Linked DNA regions of Mus musculus: region 1 is linked to region 2. A link is a contact called in public promoter capture Hi-C data. All regions are on one chromosome and are shown on one strand. Each heading gives the region's core, a stretch centred on a gene start, on an enhancer-like site or on the middle of the called end of the contact. The rest is flanking DNA. Distances are from core to core; before and after follow the strand shown. Region 1 holds the start of Sec61a1 (Sec61 alpha 1 subunit (S. cerevisiae)). Region 2 holds the start of Pradc1 (protease-associated domain containing 1).

The links. Promoter capture Hi-C pulls out the DNA fragments that hold promoters and counts their contacts.
Region 1: a contact with region 2 is called in a promoter capture Hi-C map of pre-B cells. The contact joins the promoter of Sec61a1 here to the promoter of Pradc1 in region 2. A contact is called at or near these places in 2 of 39 promoter capture datasets (liver and pre-B cells) and 2 of 484 Hi-C or Micro-C datasets (CD4 T cells and CD8 T cells).

What each region holds. Positions count from the first base shown.
Region 1 is chr6:88,513,838-88,521,075 of GRCm38.p6, reverse strand. It overlaps Sec61a1 (Sec61 alpha 1 subunit (S. cerevisiae)), which reads left to right and starts at 2,276. Exons shown (of 12, transcript NM_016906.4): 1 at 2,276-2,390; 2 at 2,638-2,705; 3 at 5,507-5,572; 4 at 5,654-5,732; 5 at 6,632-6,763. The coding sequence starts at 2,384.
Region 2 is chr6:85,447,179-85,454,272 of GRCm38.p6, reverse strand. Pradc1 (protease-associated domain containing 1) reads left to right here and starts at 2,971. Exons shown (of 5, transcript NM_001163427.1): 1 at 2,971-3,160; 2 at 5,682-5,782; 3 at 6,228-6,337; 4 at 6,585-6,752; 5 at 6,976-7,094. The coding sequence starts at 3,094. Cct7 (chaperonin containing Tcp1, subunit 7 (eta)) reads right to left here and starts at 2,768. Exons shown (of 12, transcript NM_007638.4): 1 at 2,146-2,768. The coding sequence starts at 2,151.

The DNA.
Region 1 (7,238 bases), core at 1,027-3,526, 3.1 Mb before region 2:
TCTTATAGCCCAGGCTGTCCTTCAACTACTGACCCTCTTCCCTCACCCTGGGACTACAGGCCTAAGTCACCAGGTCAGACTTAGGGAGTCTTTGTTCGTGAAATATTTGATGTATGAAACTTATGTTCTTAGATTTTCTCCTCATTGATGATTAAAACGTCACTCGACCCACAAGCTTTAATAGTATGTTGAAGAGACATACAAACGTGTAGCAATGTAATCTTTGTGGTAGGTGTTATGTTTGGGAGCACTGAGCCTGGGACCTCACACATCAGACAAGGAGTTTGCCGACACGCGAGTTAGTCTCAGCTCTACTCTCACTTTTCTTCTTTTTAAATCTTATGTGCATTGGTGTTCTGCCTCTGTGTATAACTGTGTGAGGTGTCAGATCACCTGGAACTGAAGTTACCGATGGGGATTGGGGGGATGGAGGTGTGGGGCCTGGAGAGATGGCTCAGCAGGTAAGAGCGCTGACTGCTCTTCCAAAGGTCCAACAACCACATGGTGGCTCACAACCATCCATAATGAGATCTGATGCCCATACTCATTATATATATTAAGTAAATAAACCTTTAAAAAAGAAAAGAAGAAATTACAGACGGCTGTGAGCTGTGCTGAGTGTGTGTGCTGGGACTTGAACCTGGGTCGTCCTAACTGCTGAGCCACCTCTCTGGCCACCTACTTTCACTTTTCAACAAAACTTTTGTACTCAACTTTTTATAGCCTATGCCAACATAAGATGCTCCAATTTTTATTCCAGAACTTCGTTTTGTAAAATACAGATTTTGTGAGTATCAAACCAAGTGGAGGTCTGGAATCCATTACTATTTTAACTTCTTCATTGTCCTGAAGACTAAGACAATTCATGTTTATTGCATTTTAAAATACCATTGTCAGGGGTTCAGAGAGATGGCTCAGCGGTTAAGATCGCTTGCTTTTCTTCCAGAGGACCTGAGTTCAGTTCTCAATACCCATGACAGGTGGCTCCCTCTTCTACCTTCAAAGGGCACCTGTTATCATACTTACGTGAGCACAGAAACAATAAAAATAAATCTCAAAGAAATACTTAATCAAAACTTCATTTAGATTTTATTGTCTCTTTAGGCATCTGTCTCTAATATTTAATAATTAAATCTTTAAAATGTGTACATGCAAAAACACTGCACCTCTGTTTCAAAAACCTCACATTGTGGCCTGCTGTGGTGGCACATGCACGGCTAGTCCCAGCACTCAGAGCAGTCAGGTGGGATCTCTGTGAATCTGAAGCCAGCCTAGTCTACATAGTGGTATCGAGGGCTACCTAGAGACCTAGCTTAAAGAATCGAAAACAAAAACCTCACATTGTGCTAAGTATATTGACTTAGTGCTTTCCCCTAAACCCATCTATATTTGTGTACGCACATGCAACTTAATGCCAAATTAAATATAAATGTCCTATCAATGACATGGGGCTGGCTGTCTAGAATGTTTCTAAGGACGTGGCCACAGCAAACCTCTCCGTTGAAGTCAGGACTTGGCTGCATGAAACTCAGCACTCAGGGTGCACAGCAAGAAGTCGATTTCAGACAGCACACAGCACTGAGATCAGAGATCCCACTAAAGAGTAAGTTTCATGTTGCCCCACCTTGCCCAGTCCCCTTCGCACACCCTTTCCTCCAGCCCAGATGTATTCTTTTCCCTGAAGATATGGGGCTGCAAGGCTTGGCTCGGTTTCTTCATCTCTCCTAACTCTCCAGTTCCAAAGGCCTTCTTGGAATGCGCTGCGCCAAAGCCCACCCAGAGCCGCCAGACCCGGCCTTTGCCGAACGTCCTCAAATGCATGAGCTCAGACATCCTTGGAGGCAGCCTACAGCACCCAGGAGGGTATTGTAGGGTAGGGTAAGCCATGCAGGGTAGGATTCAGCACACTGCTGCTCTGTCGTGCGTGACGAGCAGCAGCTGAGGCCTACTGGGTCGCGACATGCTATCACTGGTACTGAGGGCCACCGACACGGAAAGCCGAATCGCCTGCTTCGTAGGGCCAACACCACCACGAAGCGTCCACTAGTAACAAGGGCTGATTTGGCCCTCACTTCCGGGAGAGTCTGCGCAGCTGCACACGCCCAGTTCCGGTGTGGCCCGACAGTCGTCTTCCCGACAGCCTCTCTGCTCCTGCTGCATGCCGGGAGTTGTGGTCTTGGCGCAGGCGGCGCGGCGGGCGCGCGTGGCAGGAAGCGGAAGCGGCCGGTGGCCCATCCCCGGCCCCGCCTCGCCGCGCCGCTCGCCGCCGGGCTATCACTGACGTGTCTCTCGGTCGAGGAAGCGCGCTCCGGAGCTAGCAGCGCCTCCTCACTCGAAGTGGAGCGCAGTCGGGGCCGGGCGTGTAGTCGGATCAGCCGCCGCCATGGCGAGTGAGTTTCCTGGGGGCCACCCCGGCGCAGCCAGGATGCGTCGCCTTTCCCCGTTTGGGCGCTCGCCCGCCGTGCTTCCCGATCCTGGCGGAACGCGGCCTGCCTGGGGGACTCGTTCCCGCGCCCCTAGACCGAGCCTTCTGGGTCCCCGCACGCCCACGCCCGGCTCTCATCGTGCCGGGCTCCCTCAGGTGCCCTCAAGTTACTCCGTACCTAACTCCTTCTCTTTCTGTTTCTTCCATCAAAGTCAAATTTCTGGAAGTCATCAAGCCATTCTGTGTCATCTTGCCGGAAATTCAGAAGCCAGAGAGAAAGGTAAGTCCCCAGATGGTGGTCAAAGAAGACTTGCAAAATTGGGCGCTGGGAGTTTACAGTACAATTAAAAATGGCCTCAGCACACCGAGTGAAAACTGCCCCTCTGGAGTGTAGCTGTGTGTGCTGGGATACTCACGGGAGCCGTTGAAAGGTGACCCGGTTGTGTGGGAATTCTCCCAACACCTTGTCTCGTTAGGAGCATCTTTAGTGGATAGTGGTTAACAAAGCCTCAGGTTTGCCTAGTCCGAAAGTGGGTCTGAGCAGTGATTGATTAAGACCTCAGTTAGGATCCCAGATTGAGTTACCCTCCGTTCTTCACCTCCAGCAGGAGCAGATGATGGGGTGTTTGTTTCGTGTGGGAGGTGACTTCGGTATCTGGTTTCCAAAGGAAAAATCGAGTCGTGTAATCGATATGAACGTGTTTGTGGTTTTTATTTGAATGTATGCTGCCCCAGCATCGAGTTTACATGCACTAGTGAAGTCTGCTGCCATTGACAGCAGGTGCTCTAAAACAAGGAAGGAGAGAACTGTAGCACCTTAATGCTTAATGTGAATCTTAATCAGAATTTCTGTGGCAGGCAGCTTCGGCCCAAGAATAAATGTTCCTAGTGTGAGAGTGCCCGGTGAAGGAAAGTCCAGGCCCATGGGCTCAGAAAACAGTAAATCTACTTTGTGTTCCTGGTTTGGTTTTTGGTGTTTTTTTTGGTTTTGGTTTTGGGGTTTTTTTTGTTTTGTTTTGTTTTTTTTGGTATTTTGGGTTTTTTTTTTTTTTTCAGACTGTCATATATTCACATCTGGCATTTGTAGTTGGCATTCACATGGATACTTTGTGCTTCTAATTTAGTTTTTACTTTCCATAGTTCTATGCAAATGCCTTGCAGTACCCTTGCTGCCTTTGCCAGGATGATGTTCAGAACTTTATCTGTTCCACCTCAGTGCAGAGATTCTGGCTCGAGGGCCAAGAAACCCAAGTCCCACGCTTTACATTCTTTCTTCATAGACCTGTGACCTTGGCCTGGCAGAACAAGGGAGATGGGAAATATATAATATAGTGCCTGTGGATGGTAGGTAGGTTGTAAATGTAAAGGTTCCGGTGAGTCAGGTGGGCAGATAAGTGGCCTTGGCAGTAGGGGAGGGGCCTGGAGTGTGACTTGGGAGCCGTGCAGGAAAGGGGGCAAATCATGGTACTGAATGAGTGTGAGTTTGCAGCTGCTTCAGAGGCAGATGATTTAGGACTTAGATGAAAAGCTTTGGATGTTTTGCTTTTAAATTGACCAGGAGACGAGGCTTGCTCATTTAAAGTAGTCTTGAAAAATGTGTATCCTTTTTGTTTTCTAACAGTTTCATTACCTGGGCTGGGAAAGTGGCTAGCGGCAGGCATGAGGCCCTGTGTCTGGTGTCCATCATCAGCACAGTAGATAGTCCGTGTACACATTCACTCCACTGCTTGCCTCTGATTCCTGTGGAATGGTGTTGCTTCCCCCTCGTTAGGTGCTGAGTTCTTGTGTGATAAGATGGCACGTTGGAAAGGCTGTGTTCTTGAGAGAAAGAGGAGGAATGTGAGCTCCCCAGCTGCCTCTGCAGGGTCTGAACTTCAAATTCACACCACCCATGGGGTCCAATTCTGTGTCTTTCCAGGAGTGACTAGACCCAGAGGACTTCAGGTTCTGACCTGACAGTTTGCACGAGCCAGTGCTTGTTGGAGCCCACCCGCCTGCTTCCCCGTCTGTCCTTCCTTCCTTCTTTCCTTCCTTCCTTGGTTTCTTTCTTTCTCTCTCTCTCTCTCTCTCTCTCTCTCTCTTTCTTTCTTTCTTTCTTCCTTTCTTGGTTTCTTTCTCTTTCTTTCTTTCTTTCTTTCTTTCTTTCTTTCTTTCTTTCTTTTTTTTTCTTTTTGGCTTTACATTCACTTAACATCGTAGGTCTTTAGCTGTCTGTCAGACCTGTCTCAGCCTGTGTGGTGTTGGGTCAGGCACTCCTAAGGTGCTCTCCCTACCTAGTGACAGAGCTCTCTTGCACAGGAGGAGCCCAGAGGTTTCTGATCAGGCTAGAGAGTAAAGTGATTTGTGTTGACTGTTTAACTTGCTCGGTTTGTTACCTTTCTGATTGTTGTGACAGCTTTCCTGACAAAAGAAATGGAAGGAAGGAAGGCTTGTGTTTGGGCCCACTGTTTGCGACAGCGAGGACGTGAGGCGCGTTGGTCAGACTGCACTCCCTGTCAGGAAGCAGGGACACGAGCACTGGTGCTCAGGTCACTCTCCTTTTCATTCAGCTCTGGATCCCAGCGGGTGGCTTGCTGCCTCCCACATTTAAGCTGGGTCTTCCCACTTTCATTAACTCAGTCCAGAAACTCCACCACAGTCAGACCTGAGCTGTTTACTTCCCTGGTGATTCTGAATCCTATGAAGTTGACAGTCAAGGTTCACCATCAGACCTATACCTGGGAAGGGATGACGGGAAGCCATCTTGAGTCTCAGCTGTTACTGTGGATGGTTAAGAGCACAGCTTTGGCTCAGATTCACTTGTGCTGCAGGATTTGAGACAGATTAAACTTTCTTGGTTACTTTGCTCATTGTCACATGAAGATAATCTGTGAAGTGAGAGGCTTCTCTGAAGTGAAGACCCACATAGGTCTGTGTATCATGTCTTGGACAGAGAAACACGATGTGTGCTACTTAATGTTACGGTGCTGTGTTTGGTACACTTTTGAGCAGCCTCTGAGAAATGGGGAATGTGATCTTGTTTGGCTTCATCTGTGTTTGTTTGCCTGTGTGATGCCATTGCTTTCATTCCTTGCCTTCCAGATTCAGTTTAAGGAGAAAGTTCTGTGGACAGCCATCACCCTCTTCATCTTCTTAGTATGCTGTCAGGTAAGCTCTGCTCAGGCGGCGTTAGGGGTGAGTGAGCTGAGGACACACGCGTGATGCAGCTCTCCCTCCGCCTGTTTCTAGATCCCCCTGTTTGGCATCATGTCTTCAGACTCAGCTGACCCGTTCTACTGGATGCGAGTGATTCTGGCCTCTAACAGAGGTAGGACTCTGCTTATGCGGCCCTGCCCTGTGGTTTGGGGATGAAAAGCCTGGTTACTTCCCTGACAGGATTTGGCTTTATATGGAGCTCAGAAAGTTTGTGAAGATGTGTAGCTAGAGGATGTTGGTGTGGGAAAGTAACCCAGCGTTCTCTGATGAATGCACCCTGTGGGTCTGTATGCAGTACAGAACCTGTAACAACAAGATAAGGCAGCATTGTGGAAAATTGTTTAAAACGTGGGAGAATTGGAATACCTAAAGTGATAACATTCTTTAGAAGGTGTAATTTGTTTCTCAGCTGAATCTCATTTCATATCTGTAGGTTACAGTGTCTGCCCACCCCACTTCAACCCCCAATTTATTTATTTATTGTGAGCCCTAGACCATTTACCTACCTATGGGCGGATTTTGAGTATATATGTCCATACTGCATTTGATTAACTCAATTTAAAAATACAGTGCACATTAAGTTGGAAATCAGAACTATGACTGGATTTAGCATAATGGAAGGTGGGAGTTTGTTCACAGCCAGATATGGTTGTACTGGCCCCTTTCCAGACTCTGGGAATGCCTCCAGTGTTATCCTTTCTTACTAACTGATGGGGAGACCGGCCTCTCTTATCTCCATGAGGCTAGAGTAAATCTGTTGCTGAATTGAAATGCGCCAGTCTGAATAACATGTGACTGCCTGGACAGAATGAGATGCTGCCTGGCAGGGTGAATGGATTGCGTTAAGCTGTGCTCTGGTCATTGATATTTGGGGGTTGTTCTGTAAGTTAACTGCTGCTAGCAAACTGAATGCTGTTGCAGTTGTACATTAGTGCCCTAGTGTTGATCAGGGTTTAACAGTGTTTGTTCTTCCAAGCTTATTGTGGCTGTGTCTTGCCTCCCTTCCTCAAGGTACCTTAATGGAGCTGGGCATCTCTCCTATTGTCACCTCCGGTCTTATCATGCAGCTCTTAGCTGGTGCCAAGATAATTGAAGTTGGGGACACCCCGAAAGACCGAGCTCTCTTCAATGGAGCCCAGAAGTGTAAGAAATACTGTAGATTCTGCTGTCCGCAGTTGCCCGTGTGAATTTGCTATAAAGCTTCTGGGGTTGAAGCAGCTGTGCTCTGCTCTGACCTCCTTGGCTGCCCCTCTGCGTCCAGGGCTGGGGCTAGGAAGAGGCAGGATGGGTGCAAGGAGCAGGGCTGGGAGCTCACCGTGTACAGTTGGCACTCACACATCAGAGCTTCACTGAACCAAGCTCCTGTCTGTGTGAAGCGGGGTCAGGGAAGAGAGGCACTGCTGTGTGTCCTGTGTGACCTGTGCTCCTTATCAGCTTTGAAGTGAAGAAAGTGAGGTGGTCGTTCTGAAGGTTCAGTTTTTCATCTACAGAGATAGTGATGTTTGCTATACAGCAAGTGATAGGTGTAACTGGTAACCATGGCTAGCTACCAGCATTGGTGTCCTTCCTCTGAACTGGAATCGGTTATTCAGGAATAAGTTTTCAAACCTTTTCTGCC
Region 2 (7,094 bases), core at 1,722-4,221:
CAGGGTCTCGTGACAAGAAAGGGCTTCTCTATACTCTCAGCATTTTGGGGGGCACTCCTTAGTTCCATCTAGAAGGAAAATGCTTTCCCAAAGGTCCCACAGTCTCATGGTCCTTCTGGAACAAACCTTAGGACAGTCAAGAGCGGTGGTTCTCAGCCTGTGTGTTGTGACACTTTTAGAGTCAAATGGCCCTTTAACAGGCATGGAGACACTGGTATTTATGTTACAACTCATAACAACAGAAAATTAGTCATGAAGCAACAATGCAATGATTTTATGGTTGGGGGTCACCACAACACAAGGAACTATATAAAAGGGTTTCAGTATTAGGAAGGTTGAGAACCACTGATCTAAAGCCAGGCATGGCTGTGCACAGCTATGATCCCAGTGCGTGCTTGGGAGGTGGAGGCAGGAGGACTGCTGTGATATCAAGGCCAGCCACAGGGAAAATAAGGCTGGCAGCAGTACAGTAAGCCAAGCTATGGTTACAAGGTAGGTCCCCTTCTGCCATTCTTTGGCAATAGTACTGCCTAGAACCATTCCTTACTTTCCACCTCACTCTTCTTGTTCCTTCACAAGGGCTTAGTACCCTTAGAACCATAAAAGGCTTTAGTGTTTCGTCTTAATCTTCCTCTCCATTTTCCTTAGATCGTTTAAGGGACTGACTGGAAGAATCTCTTACAACACTGGCTGCTCTTCCAGAACTGGGGTTCCCTCCACTCCTAGCATCCACAAGGTGGGTCACCACATCTGTAACTCTAGTTCCAGAGATCTGACACCTCCATGGGCATTACATGTACATAGTAACCAGGCACACAGTAGTCATAACACCCACATACACTAAATAAAACAAAAGTCAATACTATCTATTAAACAATTAGTTGGAGGAGGCCCTGGAAGTGGCTCAGGGGTAAAGCTGCTAGATGCATAAGCCTAAGCACCAGAACTCATTACAAGTCTGTCATTGTGGTATATATCTGTAATCCCAGAACTGCTACAGCAAGATGGGAGGAAACAAGAGTCACCAGCAGCTCATAAGCTGTAAGTATGCAGCACAGCAGCAGAAACAAGAATCATCAATTTAGGTAAAACCCAAATGTGATGGTCTGGGACCCTTTGATAAAAGGTTTGCTACTTGTTTTGGCCAATGCTGGGCCACTGGTCATATCAGCAGCAATGATGCATATTTTACTGCAGCACATATGACTCATGGATTTATGCCTCAGCTCTGGTCTTCGCCGACCAAATCAATTTCAAGCGCTAGGGGTCAGGGAGCATGGACATGCTTCTGTAGGGACTCCTTCGGAGGAGAAGCTGTAATTTGGTAGCAGAGGGAGGACCTTACAGGTTTCCAAGTCTGTCTGGCATCTACGCATAGGAAGAAGCTGCAAAAGGCAGACAAAGGATTGACACTAAAAAGCAAAACTTAACGAGTGTGCTGATGCCAAACGCACAGGATTCTGTCTTGGAAGTTGACATTGCTCACTAACAACTCAGGTTTATCACAGGGGAACAGGGGAGGTATCTGACGCTGTCGGGGATAAAGGGTGATGCAGGAGGATTACAGGCAGACCTTTAAGAGACTCTCCTGCCTAAAGTACTCAGGTCGTCCCATCTTTGGTACTGTGTACATCAATTGCCCTTTTCCAGCACCAAGTACATTCGGGAGAACTAAAAATGCCCCCAACGAACAGGTTCCAACAGGAACGAAGGATTCTGTCTTTCCACATGCGGGAACGTAAACGACCACAATGCCAGGCAGGGCGTCACTTGGCCCAACCTAAAGACCCTCACGCTGCCTCTGTGCGCCTAGAAGCTCGCGCCTTCACTTCCGCACCTCCCAGGGCGATGTAACCCGGCCTTATGGTAGAGGTACAGAGCTCAACACACACTCGGTTCCGAAAACCCAAGCCTCCATTACGGGGAACAGGCTGAACAAGAGGTCTGTGGTCCCAAGCACCATGAGATCCATGGTTTCCAGGCCCAGCGGCATCGCGAGCCCCATTCGGCTCTCGCCAACAGCTTCAGTTTTGGATCAAGGCCGCCTCCGGCCGGGGAGCGGAAACGAGCCACTGTAGACACTCCGCATGGCGGGCCAGGGCCGCAGGGTCGTGGATGGCAGCGGATGCGCGGAGAGACACTCACCATCATCTTGGAAGCGGCTTCAGGTACCCGCAACTCGTCAGTTGTCCGCCTCGGGGCCGCCCACCCAAGCCCACAATGCTCCGCGCCGGAGAAATGCCCAGAAGCTTCTGGCGAGACGTTAGCCCGGGAGAGGAAGGGGCCGGACCACTTCCGCCACTCTATGGTTAGCTCCCGAGGTAGCCGGCTAGAGGAGTCGGAGGTCCAGGGACGCTCTAGGAACTCGCGTTAGCTTTGGCGGGGGTCATCGAGTCTCGCAGTGCTTTTGGTTTGTAAGGTGCGGTAAGGTCCCGCCTCAGCCCGCGCTCCCAGACGCCATGGTAGACGTGCAATGAGCTATCAGTACTGAACACCGGCTAGGAGAAGCACCTTAGGTGAGTGATCTCACTGCACCTGCTCAGCTCCGTGGCGAGGGAGCTCCGTGAGTTTCACAGGTAGCTTGGGAAGTTGGGAACAGTGTCCCGGGTCACAGGTGCGCGGCCCGCTCGGGCGCAGGAAATTTGCTCGGGTCGGCTTCTAGCTCTGTAGCGCCCCTTATCGGCCGAGGCGGCGCCGTGCCGCCTGCCCCTTCGCGCGAGGCCCGTCTCTGCCTGGGGAGGAGAGCCGTGGATCCCGCGCAACCCCGCGAGCCGCCCACCGCAGGTTCCGGGAGGCGCGTCTATAAGGAGGAGTGCGGGGGCGGGGCCGCGAACTGCAGTTGCTATTAAGAGTTTTGGCCAATCAGCGCCCGGTTCCACTTCTCCTGGCCAATAGGAAGTGGCCTAGGGCGCAGAGGAGGAAAGTGCGGCCACACGAACAGGCGTGGCGGCCAATCAGCCGCTGGCCTCCGTTCTGTGCTCCAACCGGCGCGGAGAGCGGGCCTGAGGGAGGCCGTGGCAGCTGTCAGGCTAAAGTCGGGCGAGGGATCGCGGCGGGACGGCGGCGGCGGCGGCGGCGGGACGGGCCCTGGAGATGAGCCGTGGCGCCGCGGGCTGGTGCTGTCTCGTGCTCTGGCTGCCCACGTGCGTCGCGGCCCACGGTGAGCGGCGACGGACAGGCGGGCGGGGCGGGAATCCAGCGTGCGCGCTTCCCGGGCTGGGGGCCACGGGTCACCTTGGGGACCCCGCGAGTTTGGGCCGCCCAGATCCAGGGACTAGACGGCTGCAGCGGGTGGATGCTGGTTCCCGGGTCAGTGAGTAGGCACAACCTGACAACCCCACCCCTCCCCGTCGAAACAAGAGCTTTCAGCTTTCCTCCCACTGAAGGCGACCCTGGTGACAGCTAGAGATCCAGAACGGAGGATGTGAGCGTTCTTATAGGCAGGAACACACATATGGGCTCACACGCACAGGCACCCACTTACACAACTCGAACATAAATGTACACACCTACGCGTTAAGTGAACACATGCATATACCCGAAGCTTATTAGATAAGCACATCAAATGCCAGACAGGGGTGTGCTTGTGGAAAGGGTTGCCTGGTGTTAATCCAGAAGGCTTCCTGGGGGGGGGGGGGGGTTATCCATCTGATGAAGTGTACCTACACTCAGGACAAAAAGCTGCAAGCCCCCTTAGCTCTGTCTGAGCTGTAATTTGGACCATAGACAGGATCAATTATAGACACAGCAATTGGATTGACTAACAGACCTGAGCTTCCATCCATCAACATTTACTTGCCTTTCTGGCAAGTTTAAAGAATCCAGGGACTCAAATCCAACTGAGAAAAAATATCCTAGCAAAGCTCTCGTGGTTTTTTTGGCCATTCTCTTGTTCAGGACAGCAGAGCTGGGCAGAGTTCTTTGTTTAGTAACCTTTACTGAGCAGCCACTGTGTCCTAGGCACTGGAGATTCATCTCTGTATAAAGCCACATACTTAAGGCTGGAGAGGTGGTTCAGTGGTTAAGAGCACTGACTGCTCTTCCAGAGGTCCTGAGTTCAAGTCCCAGCAACCACATGGTGGCTCACAACCATTTGTAATGGGGATCTGATGCCCTCTTCTGGTGTGTCTGAAGAGAGAGAGACCGTGTATTCACATAAAATAAATAAGTCTTTTTTAAAAAGCCACATACTTAGAATCACTGCTGCGATGAAAGAAGCTGACATAGAATATTATGAATCCACCATAATTACAGAGGAAGTATTAGCTGGGAGAAAGTATATTTTGAATGGGTGGAGGAAGGATAAGGCAGCATCTTTCTGAGAAATGACAGGTAAACTTTTAGGAAGACCCAAAAAGATAAAGACACTGAAAAGCCAGTACAGCTTTAACATGGGAAAGAGGAAACAAGAGTGGAGTGGGTATAGGAGTCAAATCAGGCAGGGCTTTCTACACCACAGCCAACAGCAGCATACACTTTAGTAGGTGAAGGGGACATTGAAGCTCTTGCAGTGGGGCAGGTGGACAGAGGCAGAGAGCTGGACAGACAGCTTGGCAGTTAGGAATACTAGTTGTGCCCGGCAGTGGTGGTGCACGCCTTTAATCCCAGCACTTGGGAGGCAGAGGCAGGCGGATCTTTTGAGTTCGAGGCCAACTTGGTCTACAAAGTGAGTTCCAGGACAGCCAGGGCTATACAGAGAGACCCTGTCTCGAGGAAAAAAAAAAAAAAAGGAATACTAGTTGTTCTTCCATAGGTCCCAGCTCACCACTGTCTGTCCCTCCATTTCTGGGGAGCTGATACCCTCTTACAGACTCGGCTAGCACCAGGCACACACATGGTGCATGAACATATATGCAGCCAAAGCACACATATACATAAAATTTAAATTAAAAATACAAAAAAAATGAAGGCAGATGAGAAGCTGAGGCAGGAGGATTGCTTGAGCCTAGAAGGTTGAAAACCAGTCTGGGCCACATAGCAAAACCCCCATCTGAAAAAGAAGACATGGAAGCAAGGCTAGATAGGTTGGGTCAGGACAAGAGATGACAGTGACTGATCTAGAAGATGTTGGTGAGACCAGAGCAAACTTGTAAGTTTTGGTTAGAAACTTGGGGGCTTCCCTGTCCACTCTGAAACTCTTAGGGCTTCTTCAGGTAAGAGGTGGATGTCAACCCAAGAGCTCCAGGTCTTTGTGGCTCACCTGCTGTGGCAGCAGCAGCAACAAATACAAATCTCCTGCATCCGGTCTGCCTTCCAGTGCAGAAACCAGCTCTCCAGCTGGGCATGGTGATGCATGCCTGTAACCATCATGTTTGGGAGGCAGTCAGGAGGAAGGATTCAAGGCCCACCAAGGAAACAAAACTAGTCCAAAGCCAGCCTGGGCAGTATGAGACCATTAAAAAAAAAAGAGGATTCCTGAGTATGATGGCACACACCTTTAATTCCAGCACTAAGGGTGAGGGTCGGGGCTATCAAAGGCTAGTCAGGGCTACATAGCGAGACTCTGAAAAAATAAGTTAAAATTAAAAACAAAAGTCACGCTCCCTAAGGATTCAGTCAGCTGATGCCAGGGTCTCTGGCCCCAGACCATAGCCCACCCAGTTGAAGACATAAAAGAAGTCCATACTCCAAACCTGAATCAGCCTATTCAGAGAGGCCTTCATCTACACTCTTTCCTTTAGGCTTACGCATCCATGACTACTTATACTTCCAAGTGCTGAGTCCTGGGGATATTCGATACATCTTCACAGCCACACCTGCCAAGGACTTTGGTGGGATATTTGTAAGTTCAAAGATGCCCAGATCTCTGATCTTCAGTCACCTTCTTGCCATCATTTAGTATGGTGGCCCTCTTCCCACTTTTATGCTGGAACAGGGCAAGAAGTAGAATCTAGCTCTGCCTCCCAGGAGCTCCTGCATACTATAAAAACCAGGGAGGGGCTGCCTTTATTAAAAAACCAAGGGCCAACTACCTACTGTCAGTTCTACCTACTTCCCCCTGTCCCTGGGTTATAACCAGCTCCCCTCTCAGAAAGGCACAGGGTGAGGTTGAGTGGTCAGGTGGGACTTTGTGAGAATCAGATTAAAATGCTCAGGTGCTCAGCCACAGAGAAACCACTCCATTTCCTTCCTTCACTCGTTATGAGGCACCAATAGATGTTATTAGCCCATTCCAAAAAGTGTTTTCCTACACTCTTATTTGTCCAAACGTCTAAACGTTTTTTCAGCACACACGGTATGAGCAGATTCACCTCGTCCCTGCTGAACCTCCAGAGGCCTGCGGGGAACTCAGCAACGGCTTCTTTATCCAGGACCAGATCGCTCTGGTGGAAAGGGGGTAAGGAGTGGGCCGGCGTGACACAGGGGAAGGGCAGATTCTGACTACAGCTTATGGTACTTTGAAATGTAGACTTTTAAATAATTCATCCTTTACAAATCTTTAAGAAATGTCTTGTCTACTTTCAGCTATGTACCGATGAACCTCAATACAAGTTCTCTATGGTCCTTTCAGCCTCCCAGAGAGGGTGTAAGGGAGGGGCAGCTAGCACCTGCCTGACTTTTGATCTCATCACCACCTCTTCCAGGGGCTGCTCCTTCCTCTCTAAGACCAGGGTGGTACAGGAGCATGGTGGGCGGGCTGTGATCATCTCGGACAATGCAGTTGACAATGACAGTTTCTACGTGGAGATGATCCAGGATAGTACTCAACGCACAGCTGACATTCCTGCCCTCTTCCTGCTCGGCCGAGATGGGTGAGGGCTCTTTGCTTCTGGCTGGCCATGCTGCACTGGGTGTTGTGACTTGGTGGGGGTCAAAAACAATCACCAGTACCCTCTCACAAGCCCTATCTTGAATATCCCAGTCAGAGGGCAAAAAAGTTCTGAGTTTCTGGAACTCCCAGCATAACTGGGGCAGAGGGCAGTGTTGGGTGCTGAGAAAGTGACCAACGCTATACTGCTCTTCATGCCCTCCCAGCTACATGATCCGCCGTTCTCTGGAACAGCACGGGCTACCATGGGCCATCATCTCTATCCCAGTCAATGTCACCAGTATCCCCACCTTTGAGCTACTGCAACCTCCGTGGACTTTCTGGT